2 separate regions of the Oryctolagus cuniculus genome follow, and region 2 is linked to region 1. Evidence: chromatin contacts called from public Hi-C data. All regions are on one chromosome and are shown on one strand. Each heading gives the region's core, a stretch centred on a gene start, on an enhancer-like site or on the middle of the called end of the contact. The rest is flanking DNA. Distances are from core to core; before and after follow the strand shown. Region 1 has its middle 36 kb from the start of SH3PXD2B. Region 2 has its middle 38 kb from the start of NEURL1B.

Region 1 (5,501 bases), core at 1,160-3,659:
GCCACATCTTGAATTTTCTAACAGTGGCGCTAAATCCCTGCTGAGAGGTCCGACACCTGCTGCGCTCTAAGACCTCTGTGGCTCCCTACTGCCCAGAGGAGACCATCCACCTGCACCTCAGCTCTCCAGACAAGCTCTCCTCTCCTTGAGGTGTATTCTTGGCCACCTTCCCCTAAATCCAGCGCTCCTTCGACTGTCCTACAGTCTGGCGCCCTTGGTGGAAGCACTCAAGTTCTCCGAGCCACACCCCCACCCAGCTCACCCGAGAGCCCTAGCAAGGGAAGCCCATAGTCGGGGTGACCCCACTCCCTAGCATGCCCCTGGGGAGGCTGGGCACCCGCTGCCAGTCACAATGCATACTTCTCCAGTCTGCACCAGCTTTTCTGGATGACCTGGATGGGCCACTCAGCACTGGTGACAGTGGCTGTCATCTCGTCCCTTGGGACAGGGCCCCTACGTAGCTCCCCCCCCACCCCCACCCCCACCCCCACCCCCACCCCGCCCAGCTCTGTAGCTCTCCCTGTGCTTTCTGGCTGGAGCAGCCTGGAGCCATCCCAGAGCCACCCCGTATTCTCCCACTACCTTCCACAGTGCTGCTGCCGGACAGTGGGACTTCGCTGCTTGCACGCAGGAGCCACTGTCCCGCCCTGCTTCTCCCACACTGACTTCATCCCAGATTCGGGAGGCCAGGACCTAGCCTAGCCCTCCTGCAACTCCCCTTGTGCCCAGCGTGGGGTCACATGCCTGGGAGCTGTACTGGGGTGTCTGCGAGGTGCAAGCCTCAGCCATTCTTGATGTCGCCCTTACATTTTGTGCTAATTTCCACATTTCCTACAACAAATTTTTTGTGCTTAAATTTTTTTCAAAATAAATGCAGTCGGGGCTGGTGTTGCGGCCCAGCAGGTTAAGCCATCGCTTGCAGCACAAGCATCCCATATCAGAGCGCCAATTCGAGTCCAGTCTGCTCCATTTCCAAGCCAGCTCCCTGGGCAGGCAGCAGATTATGATGGCCCAAGTGCTTGGGCCCCTGCCACCCATGTGAGAGATCCGGTGGAGTTCCTGGTTCTTGGCTTCAGCCCAGCCCGGCCCTGGCTGTTGCAGGCATTTGGGGAGTGAACCAGCAGCTGAAGGATCTCTCTCCCTCTCTCTCTCTGTCATTCTACCTTTCAAATAAATGAAACTTTTAAAACAAACAAACAAAACCAAAATAAGCTAAAGAGTCCTCACAAAGTATCATGAAGTCATTGCATCCCAAATCCTGTCTGGAATGGGGCAATGGGGGGGGGGGGTCACAGGCCACCCTCCCTCTCTGAGTCACTAGCTGCCCATTCTCCAGAGAGCCCCAGCAGCAAACGAAGCCCCTGGATCAGGACAAGCCCCTTGTACCCTCCCCAGGGGACAACCCACCAGCTGCAGTGGGAAAAACTGACTTTGCAGGCCTGGGTTTCCGGAGGCGCCTTCTCCCCAGGCTGTCTGCGTCCACGCCTCCCCGGTGAGCTGTCACTGCTCAGAGCGGGCTCCAGGCAGCCGTCTGAGACGTCCCCTGGCCCAACGCCAAGAAGCAGAACCACTGGTGGGCAAAGGATAAGAAAACATCGCGAGACTTCGGACACACGCTCTTCGGTGGCTCCAGACTCCCGCTCACAGGGCAGCAGTCCCTGCTGCGTTCCCACGCTGCCCTGCCAGCACCGGGTCAAGCAGGCGAGCGCTGGAATTTCTCACCAGAAACCCCCCGGGCCTGCAGGGCTCAGGGTCCCTATCAGCCACTGATAGGGCTGATGGCAGCACAGGCCGTCTGGGCTCCCTGGGGGAAGCGAGGGGGCGGCCAGGGATCAAGTGCCCCTCAGCCCCCACAGAGCACGCACTCGGTCCTCCAGGAGCCGCCCTGGGGTTAAGAGCGTCTTTTCCCGTGATGGGTGCCACTTCCACCGCACGACCCGCAGGGCGCTGACCCTGGCTGAGCCCCCGCTTTCTCCCCGTGCCATCGGGATGACAGGACTGCTGGCCTCGCAGGGTGAACACTGAGATCCAGGGCGGATTTCCCAGGCCTGGGGCAGGGCAGCCGTGTTGAGCGGGCGGGAGGGCTCGGCGGGTGTGTGGAGGCGGATTGTGAACTGCAAAAGCTTTTCCTCTGCACCCAGGGGGCCCTGCTTCCTCCTTGGCTCTCCAAAGGAAAGGCATGGGAGCAAACCTTAGCATGCATGGACAAGGTCTGCCCCTGCAGGGACAGCAGCCCCTCCCATTCCTCCATAAGGATCTTGCCTTCCCTGTCCCCCAAGGCCCGCCGTGTTCTGGCCCCTAGCACCCCTCTAGCCGCAGCGCCTAGCACTCCACACCTCTGATCCCACAGCAGCCTCCATACAGCGCTCAGCACACACCAAGTACCGCCTCCCCCGCCCCCACAGCCTCAGGACCTTTGCGCTCCTCTTCTCCCCTCCAGGGATGCTCTTTCTGGACCACTGCAGGGGTCATCCAGCCTCAGCTCAAATCTCACCTCCCCAGAGAGGCCGCCCTGGTCACTGCACCTCACACGGCACCCTGACCTGCACGCCATTCCATCTTTTCCTAGTCTCTGCTCCTCACCTCTTTGTTTTTCTTCACAACACTAAAAATTATTTCATGCTGGCTTTATCTATTTGCTAATTCATTGTCTATCACCTCCCAAATAAGACCTAAGGCCCGAGAGGGCAGAGCCTCTGCTCCACGCACTGCCGTGCCCCCAGTACCCAGAGCAGTGCCCAGCACGTAACAGCTGCCCAGCCAACACTGACTCCCTGGAGCTTCTTAGCACCATGACCTCAGGAAAATCACTCCTCCCAGCCCCTGGCGATCTCATCCACACAGTGGGGCTACCAGCGTGGTATACCTGACTGACTGTTGTGGAGAGCCTGGGGCCGTGCAGACCTGCCAGGCCGAATCCCCTAGCAAGGGGGCAACACATGCCACCTCACACCGCTGTAGCCTAGCCTGTCCCGGTTTCAGGAAGGGAGCCAGCCAGGGAGGTGCCATGGGGTGAGGGTGAGGCACCTCTGCTGCTTATCCCACACTGACTCCCCCCCAGCTGGGCTCCTTCAGCCGGAGAATAACTGGTGATGTGCCGGTCCCTTCCAGAGTGGCTCATCACCTCTGGGAGGGAAAAGAGCCTTTGTCTGCTTTGTTCCCGGACGCGCCCTCCCTCTCTGCAGACAAGTCACGTGCCTCCATGCACGTGGATCTCAGCCAGTGGCCCTGGGGGCCTGGCCTTGGAGCCCAGAGGAGGGTCCTGGATAGAGAGCAAAGTGGAGATCTCCCAAGAGTGTAGGCGGCCAGCGGGCAAAGGGTGGAGGGAACGGCACACACCAGGCTGGCCCGAATCAGTCCAGGAGCCAACTCCAGCTCAGGTGTAGACACAGGCCTAATCCATCTCCACCCCACCCCCCCAGGAACTCTTAGACGCAGGCCTAAGACTGAGACCTGGAGCCGTCCTGAGAGCAGCCACGAGTCTGGTATTGGGCTGTCTCTCCACCAGGAGCCGATCGGGGCCAGGCACCGGGCCAGGCACACTTCACTCATCCTCCCATTCCTCCCTCACAGCCCCCTAGACAGGCAGGGTAAGCTCTCTTTTCACACAGCCCAGAAGGTAACAGAGAGGTGAGGTAACTTGCCCAAGATCACACAGCTAGCAAGTGGCAGGTCTGTCCAGTCCTGTGTCCAAGTTCAATCTGTAACACCAAAGAGACAAGCCCAGGGATTGAGGGAGAGTGTCTGGGATTGCTCACCCCCTCAGGCCAAGGCCAAGAGCACATCCCACTACAGGAGGCTCAGTGTGCCCCTCCCCCTCCCCCCTCCTCCACTGGCTCACCGGGACGTAGGAGAGCCGTAGCGGGGTAATCCTCAGGCACACACTCCACACACCTCCACCCAGCAGATTTAGTCACCCTCCCCATGGCCGTGACCTTGGTGCCATCAATCATATACCCAAATGGCCAGTCCCCGGGCTGGGCACTCCCCTAGGAATGGGAAATCCACCACTGAGCTCCTCCTTGATCAGGGCAAGCCACGGCTTTCCTGTTTCCCCATTGAAAACACAGTGGACCCGGTCGTCTCTCGGGGAACCCGAGTTCTAGAAGCTACGATCCCCGCCGGGTGGCTTTTAAAGCACTGCGGATGTTGCATCTCTTCCTACAGAGTGTGCAGCCCAGCTAGAGTCAGCGGCTGCTGGAGCCTCCATCCCTGCCTCCGTTCTACTGAGATCCACTTCCTCTTCCTATGTCACGGCGCAGAGCGCAAGCCCATGCTCCTGTAGCCTCAAGGGTACAGCGCTTGCTGCCCACCCTTCTCCCCAGCTCTTAGGCCATGCAGTGGTCAGGGAAGCTGAGGGACTCCACTCCAGGGTTCATCTGGGACCAGCCTGGCCACTTCGAGCACACACAGCCAAGACAGGCAGTTGGTACAGCAAGTGGTTAAGATGTCACTTGGGACACCTGCTCATACCACAGTGTCTGGGTTTGAATTCCAGCCTCACTCCCAATTCCAGCTCCCTGCTAATGCACCCTGGGAGGCAGCAGGTGATGGCCCAAGTACTTGGGTCTCTGCCATCTAAGTGGGAGACCCAGACTGAGTTCCAGGCTCCTGGCGTCGGCTTGGCCCATCCTCACCTGTTTCAGGCATCTGAGAAGTGAACAAGCAGACAGGAGATACCACAGAGGGAAGGGCCACCCTACTGCAGAGGCCTCGCCAAAGGAGCCGACCCCTAGAGCAGACGGAGGAAACCAGGTCGTGGATGAAGCCACTTTCACACTGCTCAGTTACACGAGCTGTCATCTGTCGCTTGGAAGTGAAGAATCCTAACTGGTGCTGGCACACAGCAGACGATCAGGCAGCAGGGATCAAGTCCAAGGTTATTCCAGAGCTCAGCACCAAGTCTGACATGGGAGGGCCATGGTTTAAGGTGCAGACGACCTGGAGCTGGCTGAGAGGGAGCTGCTCACCATGTGCCTGGGGCAGGGCTTGGTGCTGTTATGAGGACTAGGGAATTCCAGGAGTGGCTAGCCCGTGAATGCAAGGCGGGATGTGGCCACATGATCTGATCACGAATTCTACACATCCAAGGGCAAAATCACAGCACCTTAATTCAAAGAGCTTCATCGGCCTAGTTTTTATTCTAGAATCAGGCAACTCTTCATTCCATAAAACAGAGTAACTTTCTGAGGGGCTGTGCAGAAGAGATTGGTTTTAGAGAGAAGGGCTTTGAAAAGAAAGTAGAGGCCAGCGCCACGGCTCACTAGGCTAATCCTCCGCCTTGCGGCGCTGGCACACCGGGTTCTAGTCCCGGTTGGGGCGCCGGATTCTGTCCCGGTTGCCCCTCTTCCAGGCCAGCTCTCTGCTGTGGCCAGGGAGTGCAGTGGAGGATGGCCCAAGTCCTTGGGCCCTGCACCCCACGGGAGACCAGGATAAGTACCTGGCTCCTGGCTTCGGATCAGCGCGGTGCACCGGCCGCAGCGCGCCGGCGGCAGCCATTG
Region 2 (5,501 bases), core at 1,814-4,313, 160 kb before region 1:
GCCCACTCTGAGCCTCCCTTTCCTCATCTGTAAAATGGGACCACCACAACCACTGATGGGTTGTTCGTGGAGTCAGTGACATCACAGGTGTAAATGTTCCGGGCCCAGTTGCTCTTGCTGAGGTCCTGGGGGAGAATTACAAACAGAAAGGGCAGAAATCCTTTAGCCTCAAAGAAGCCACACGGAGAAGGATGAAGTCACCGATTTTTTCGGGGTCTTGGTTTTCTCTTTTATGAAATGGAGGTAACCACGGGACCCGCTCCAAAGAGCTGCAGGGAGGATTTAAGGTGCATGCTGGAGACATGATCAGTTATCACCTTAGGGGAGCGCTGTCTACCTGGCAGGAACCCAGGAAGCGGGAGAAGGGGAGGCCTGCACACACACATCTGTCCACACGTGGCCTCGCCCCTCTGCCCTGCAGGGGCCACGGGCATTTGCACCACTGTGAACAGCCCTCGTGATGCCATTTCCACACACTTTTAAAAGTGCCCACAGTTGATGTGCCAGGGAGCATGGGCCAGGCATCGAGACGGGACACACATGGCCAGAAGCAGAGGCTGAAACAAATCGGCAAGTCCCACAAAGCCTTGCCCCCTGATCTCGAGCTGCCCTGCTCTGAACTCTACTTTCCTTCCGGGTGGGCTGGCTCTGGAGAGGAGGCCTGCATCCGGCTTGGTGTTGCGTCAGGTGTGGACATGTGACGGAGATGGGTCCCGATGTGAGTGAGAAGCCACCGGAGGCCGTCTGTGGAGGTTATGATCTCTCCCTCTCCCTGCAGCAGAGCCGAGAGATCGAGGACAATGCCCCAGGACCTCGCTGTGCAGGCCCTCCTGAAGCCACCGGGACTTGTGTGAGCCGATACCTTCACCCCCTCCCTTTTATTTATTTATTTATTTTTTTTTTTTTTTATTTTTGACAGGCAGAGTGGACAGTGAGAGAGAGAGACAGAGAGAAAGGTCTTCCTTTGCCGTTGGTTCACCCTCCAATGGCCGCCGCGGCCAGCGCGATGTGGCCGGCGCACCGCGCTGATCCGATGGCAGGAGCCAGGAGCCAGGTGCTTTTCCTGGTCTCCCATGGGGTGCAGGGCCCAAGCACCTGGGCCATCCTCCACTGCACTCCCGGGCCACAGCAGAGGGCTGGCCTGGAAGAGGGGCAACCGGGACAGAATCCGGCGCCCCAACCGGGACTAGAACCCGGTGTGCCGGCGCCGCTAGGCGGAGGATTAGCCTAGTGAGCCGCGGCGCCGGCCTATTTATTTATTTTTTAAGATTTATTTATTTAATTGAAAGGCAGAAAGTTACAGAGAGGCAGAGGCAGAGAGTGAGAGAGAGAGGTCTTCCATCTACTGGTTCACTCCCCAAATGGCCGCAATGGCCAGAGCTGTACTGATCCGAATCCAGGAGCCTGGAGCTTCTTCCGGGTCTCCCACGTGGGTGCAAGGACCCAAGCACTTGGGCTGTTTTCCACTGCTTTTTCCCAGGTCATAGCAGAGAGCTGGATCGGAAGTAGAACAGCTAGGGCTAGAACCGGCACTCATATAGCATGCTGGCACTATAGGTGGTGGCTTTACCCGATATGCCACAGCGCCCCCCCCCCTTACTCTTAAGCTGAGTTTTTCTTGAGTTATTTCAATCTCTTATGAACCAAGGAAACTAGATAAATATGGTCCTTTCTTCTTTATTTTATTTTTTAAAAACAAGTCTTGATTATCAGATGGCACCTATGAGCCTGTCCCCGGGCCTAGTGGAAGCAGGGGGCCTCAGAGGAAGGACACTCGGGTGGAAAAGGAGCCTGGGTTCTTGGGGGGGACTCTGCTCCTGCACAGACCTTGGAGAACGCGTGTAACTGTGCCGCTGACAGATTTGGCCTCACCTCTGAGGCAGGTCCAATCCTACTCCTACCTTGCAAGAGCCCTGCTTGCCTGGCCAGGAGGAAAACACTGCTGTGCAGATCCACACTGCGAATGCCGTGAACTCGTCTCTGTGGCTTGATGGATGCAGCTTCCCTTCTACTCCAGCACTGCCTCGCAGAGCAGCCTGGCAGCTGCTGCTCCACCCCCCCACCCCCCCCCGCCCCACCACACACACATTCAAGACGCCACTGCAAGGCTCCCGCCCAGAAATCTGGCCCGAAAGCCTGGTCTGGGGGGAAGCACAACCAAGCTGGTGAGCTTGGCGGGGCCTTATCTCCCCCTGGACTTGATCTGGGTCTTAAAGCACAATCAGCCTGGGAATTCCTGACAAAGTCCAGCTGGGGCCAGCTGTTCTCCTTGGTTTGATTTTTTTTTTTTTTTTTGCAAAGGAGGGGGATAATTTTTCCCCCTGCAAGGAGCAAGTTTAAATTAAAAGCCATACTTATTCATTATAGAAAATTTGGAAAACACAGGGACAAGAAGGCCCCACCAATAATGCCATCGCTCAGACACGGCCCTCGTGGGCATTTTACTTCTTTTCTGCTGGTCTTTCCAATACACAGGCAGGTTTGTCTATTTTTCCATCCTTGAGCCCAGAGTGTACGTGCCACTTTATACTTTGATTTTCCCACCTTATTTTAACATAGCCACGTTCCTGTATTCTAGACTCTTCCAGCAACTGTGGCTTGTTTCTGAGTGTGAGATGCTGTGCCGCGCACATCACTGGCCTGATCTTAATAAGGCTCACACCCATCACTCCGATCAGAAGCGATCAGGATTCCTGCTTTTCACGAGAGGGAACCGAGGCACAGAGAGGCCCCATGTCTCAGTGAGGGTGAGAGTCTATGAGCCACGCACATGTCTGCATCATGGATCAGTCAGTCTTTCTCTACAGGGACGTCTGTGGCTTGGGCCTGCCCTGCGTGCACCCTTCATCGCTGCAGCTTTCCCTGGGGAAGCAGCTCCCCACTTCCGGTGCACAGGGTTCAGCTGGGGGCAGGTGAGCGTGCCTCCTGGGTCTGGCCAGTAGAACCGGGGTTCCCTTGGTTTCGGTGATTGGCTCAGGAAAGGACACCAGATCTGAGGTGTCCTACCCAGGGACTGCTCAGAGGTGGGTGCACCTGCCAACTGTCATTCTGAAAACCTGCCTGAGAGTGGGGCCAGCATGCAAGAGGGCAGAGCGGGCTGGCAGCCACCAAATCCTGACGCAGACTGCCACTCCTGGATCCACTTACACTTGAGCCTTTTACCCCCTTAAACCTGTCCCTGTTGGGTTCCTGTCACTTGTGACCAGGAGTTTTGGTGAGGATGTTCTGGTCCTTGGACATTAGGGTTGCTTAGTGTTTTTTTTTTTTTTTTAACCATTATAAATACTGCTGTGATGAACATCTTTTAAGCTTAATATTGGTCAGAATTATTTCCCTGCAATAAGTGAGTTATTTGGTGAAGCAGCCCAGCACTGCCAAGGTCTAGAGGCATTTTGCCATTTCCCCAAGGTGACAGCGATCCGAGTCCCTCCACTCCCCAACAGGTGCACAAGTGTGACTATAAAAATGGAGTTCTGATGAGACTTTTTTAACAAGCCAAAGTTGTATTTGTTTTTTTAAACAGGAAAATTATGTTAATATAAAACAGATAAAAACAGACAAAAATCAGAACACACAACACACAAAACCACAACACACAAAGGCCAGTGCAAACCCCTCCCAACCCGCTCCTCTAAGTCTGAAACCCTTTATTACAGATCCCCGAAGATTAGACTGTATGGGAGTGGTCACAGCATTGAATCAGAAAAAGGAGGAGAAAAAAGGACAGATTTCCAAAGGCCTGTACACAGGTAGTGGGGCGTGGGCTGGGGGCCGGGCACCTTTTCACGGCAACATCAGGATCAGAATGTGGAAGAGTTAGGTGCTCATCACAGATTTCCAGAATCCACTCCATCTGCTGGTCCCCCGCCCACTTTTTAAAAGTTGTTTTACAAAGGATAAAAAGTGCACAGACACTTTCATAAGGCACCGATTGTTGTACAGGTCATTCCACTGACGACTCGGCTAAGTCAGCCAGACAGCGAAACACTGGGAAACGCTGGCAGGCCGCGTGTTCCTGAGCCGGTGGGTCCCCCTTGCCCCTACCCAGCTGGAGCTGGGGCAGGGGTGGGACCGAGAGTGGGAGGGTATGGCCTCTCATTCCCAACTTTGCACAACTCTGTTCTGAACCGGCATCACACACTTGGGGTTCTCCTGGGGCCTGAAAGCAGCAGGTGGCCCCCTCCCCACAGGGTCGCTATGGCAGGCCCACGGCCGCCCTAGGGGGCTCTGCTGAAGGCGGCTTGGGCAGCAGCTCACTGGCCGCAAGGGGCCCGGCACCTCGAACAAAGCATGCAGGAGGCTGTGGACCGGGCAAGCAGTCCCTGGGCACGCCCCAACATGGACCTAAGGCAACAGGAGGGCCGAGAACGCCCCAAGGACTGTGCCCCAAATATCTCATGAACCTCCTAAGGTTGCCATCAATGGCATCAGAGCTGGGGAAGTGTCCTCCTGCCCTTCCTCCCAGCACCCCACACTTGGTAGGTGCTCAGCATGTTTGTTGAGTGACTTTGTGTGTGTTATGGAAGAAGCGCTGTTTGACCAACCCTCCTGACCGCTCATCACGTGGCTTCCACTTGATGGGTAGACCTCTCCTGAGTACCGAGCACACGCTGGCCCGGGACCTCACACCACAGGGCCAGAGCCACGCTGATGAAATCTGTCCATGTCCTCTGCACACTGAGCTCCGGCACGGCTCTGTCATCCGCCCAGAACACGGCCCATGCTGATCAGTGTTCCGTGGGTGCTGAGTGGCTGACAAATGTGCTGCAGTTGGGGGACCTGCCACCCCTGCTAAACCCCAAAGACTCACTCGGAACACACTAGAAAAAGGAGCTTGTCTCCCCTTGCAAACAGCCCTGCTCACAGCGAGCAGTGCATTTGCTGGCATCCCCCATCCTGGCATTGCTGCTGACGCTCCAAGGGCACCCCATGGGCACAGCTGTTCCACGCGGGTGCCCCAGTGTAATAGAAGGTCCTCGGGCTGCAGCTGAGACCCCAGACAGCTCAGCTCCCCTTGGAGAAGGTGAGTACACACAGTGGACCTGAAGGCACGGACGTCTGTCCTAGTGGGGTGTGTGCAGGAGCGTGCCCAGGCTCCTCTGCGTGAGCTTCAGGGAGGAGGACTCGGTCTGGGGCTCTCTGGGACCCGGGGCCAGGCTGTGGCCAGCACGGAATGCGGCACCAGACTCCCAGCCCTGCCACCCCCGGGTGCATGACTATGAAGTCACTTCACCCGCAGAACCTCAGTGCCCCTCCCTACCACCCTTCTTCCCGACTCTAAGTAGCACGTTCTCCTACACCAGCACCTCTGATGGGAATGCACTGTCCAGTGGTATCTTACAGGCAGGGCTGGCTGCATCTTGTCCTTAGTGGCACGTACATTGGTGGCATTTTGTAATCAGCAATGTCTTGCATGGACTCGGAACGGCCCTAAGACCTGCCTCACAGGACTAATGCAGGCAGGCCCTGTTCTAGCCCAGTGCCAAGGCACGTAGTAGGTG

Evidence for each region. Hi-C and Micro-C count contacts between places; a contact is called where the count stands out from the background.
Region 2: a Hi-C map of embryonic fibroblasts shows a contact between it and region 1, with 8 times the contacts expected there. The contact joins two enhancer-like sites. A contact is called at or near these places in 3 of 6 Hi-C or Micro-C datasets (ear pinna, embryonic fibroblasts and skin fibroblasts).

Annotation. Positions count from the first base shown.
Region 1 is chr6:59,088,374-59,093,874 of mOryCun1.1, reverse strand. No RefSeq gene overlaps it. Among named protein-coding and RNA genes, the nearest start is that of SH3PXD2B, 36 kb to the right of the region's middle. Within about 2 kb of position 2,409, at least 1 of the 8 cell types and tissues checked has an H3K27ac peak or open chromatin away from gene starts, as enhancers often do.
Region 2 is chr6:59,249,318-59,254,818 of mOryCun1.1, reverse strand. No RefSeq gene overlaps it. Among named protein-coding and RNA genes, the nearest start is that of NEURL1B, 38 kb to the right of the region's middle. Within about 2 kb of position 3,063, at least 1 of the 8 cell types and tissues checked has an H3K27ac peak or open chromatin away from gene starts, as enhancers often do.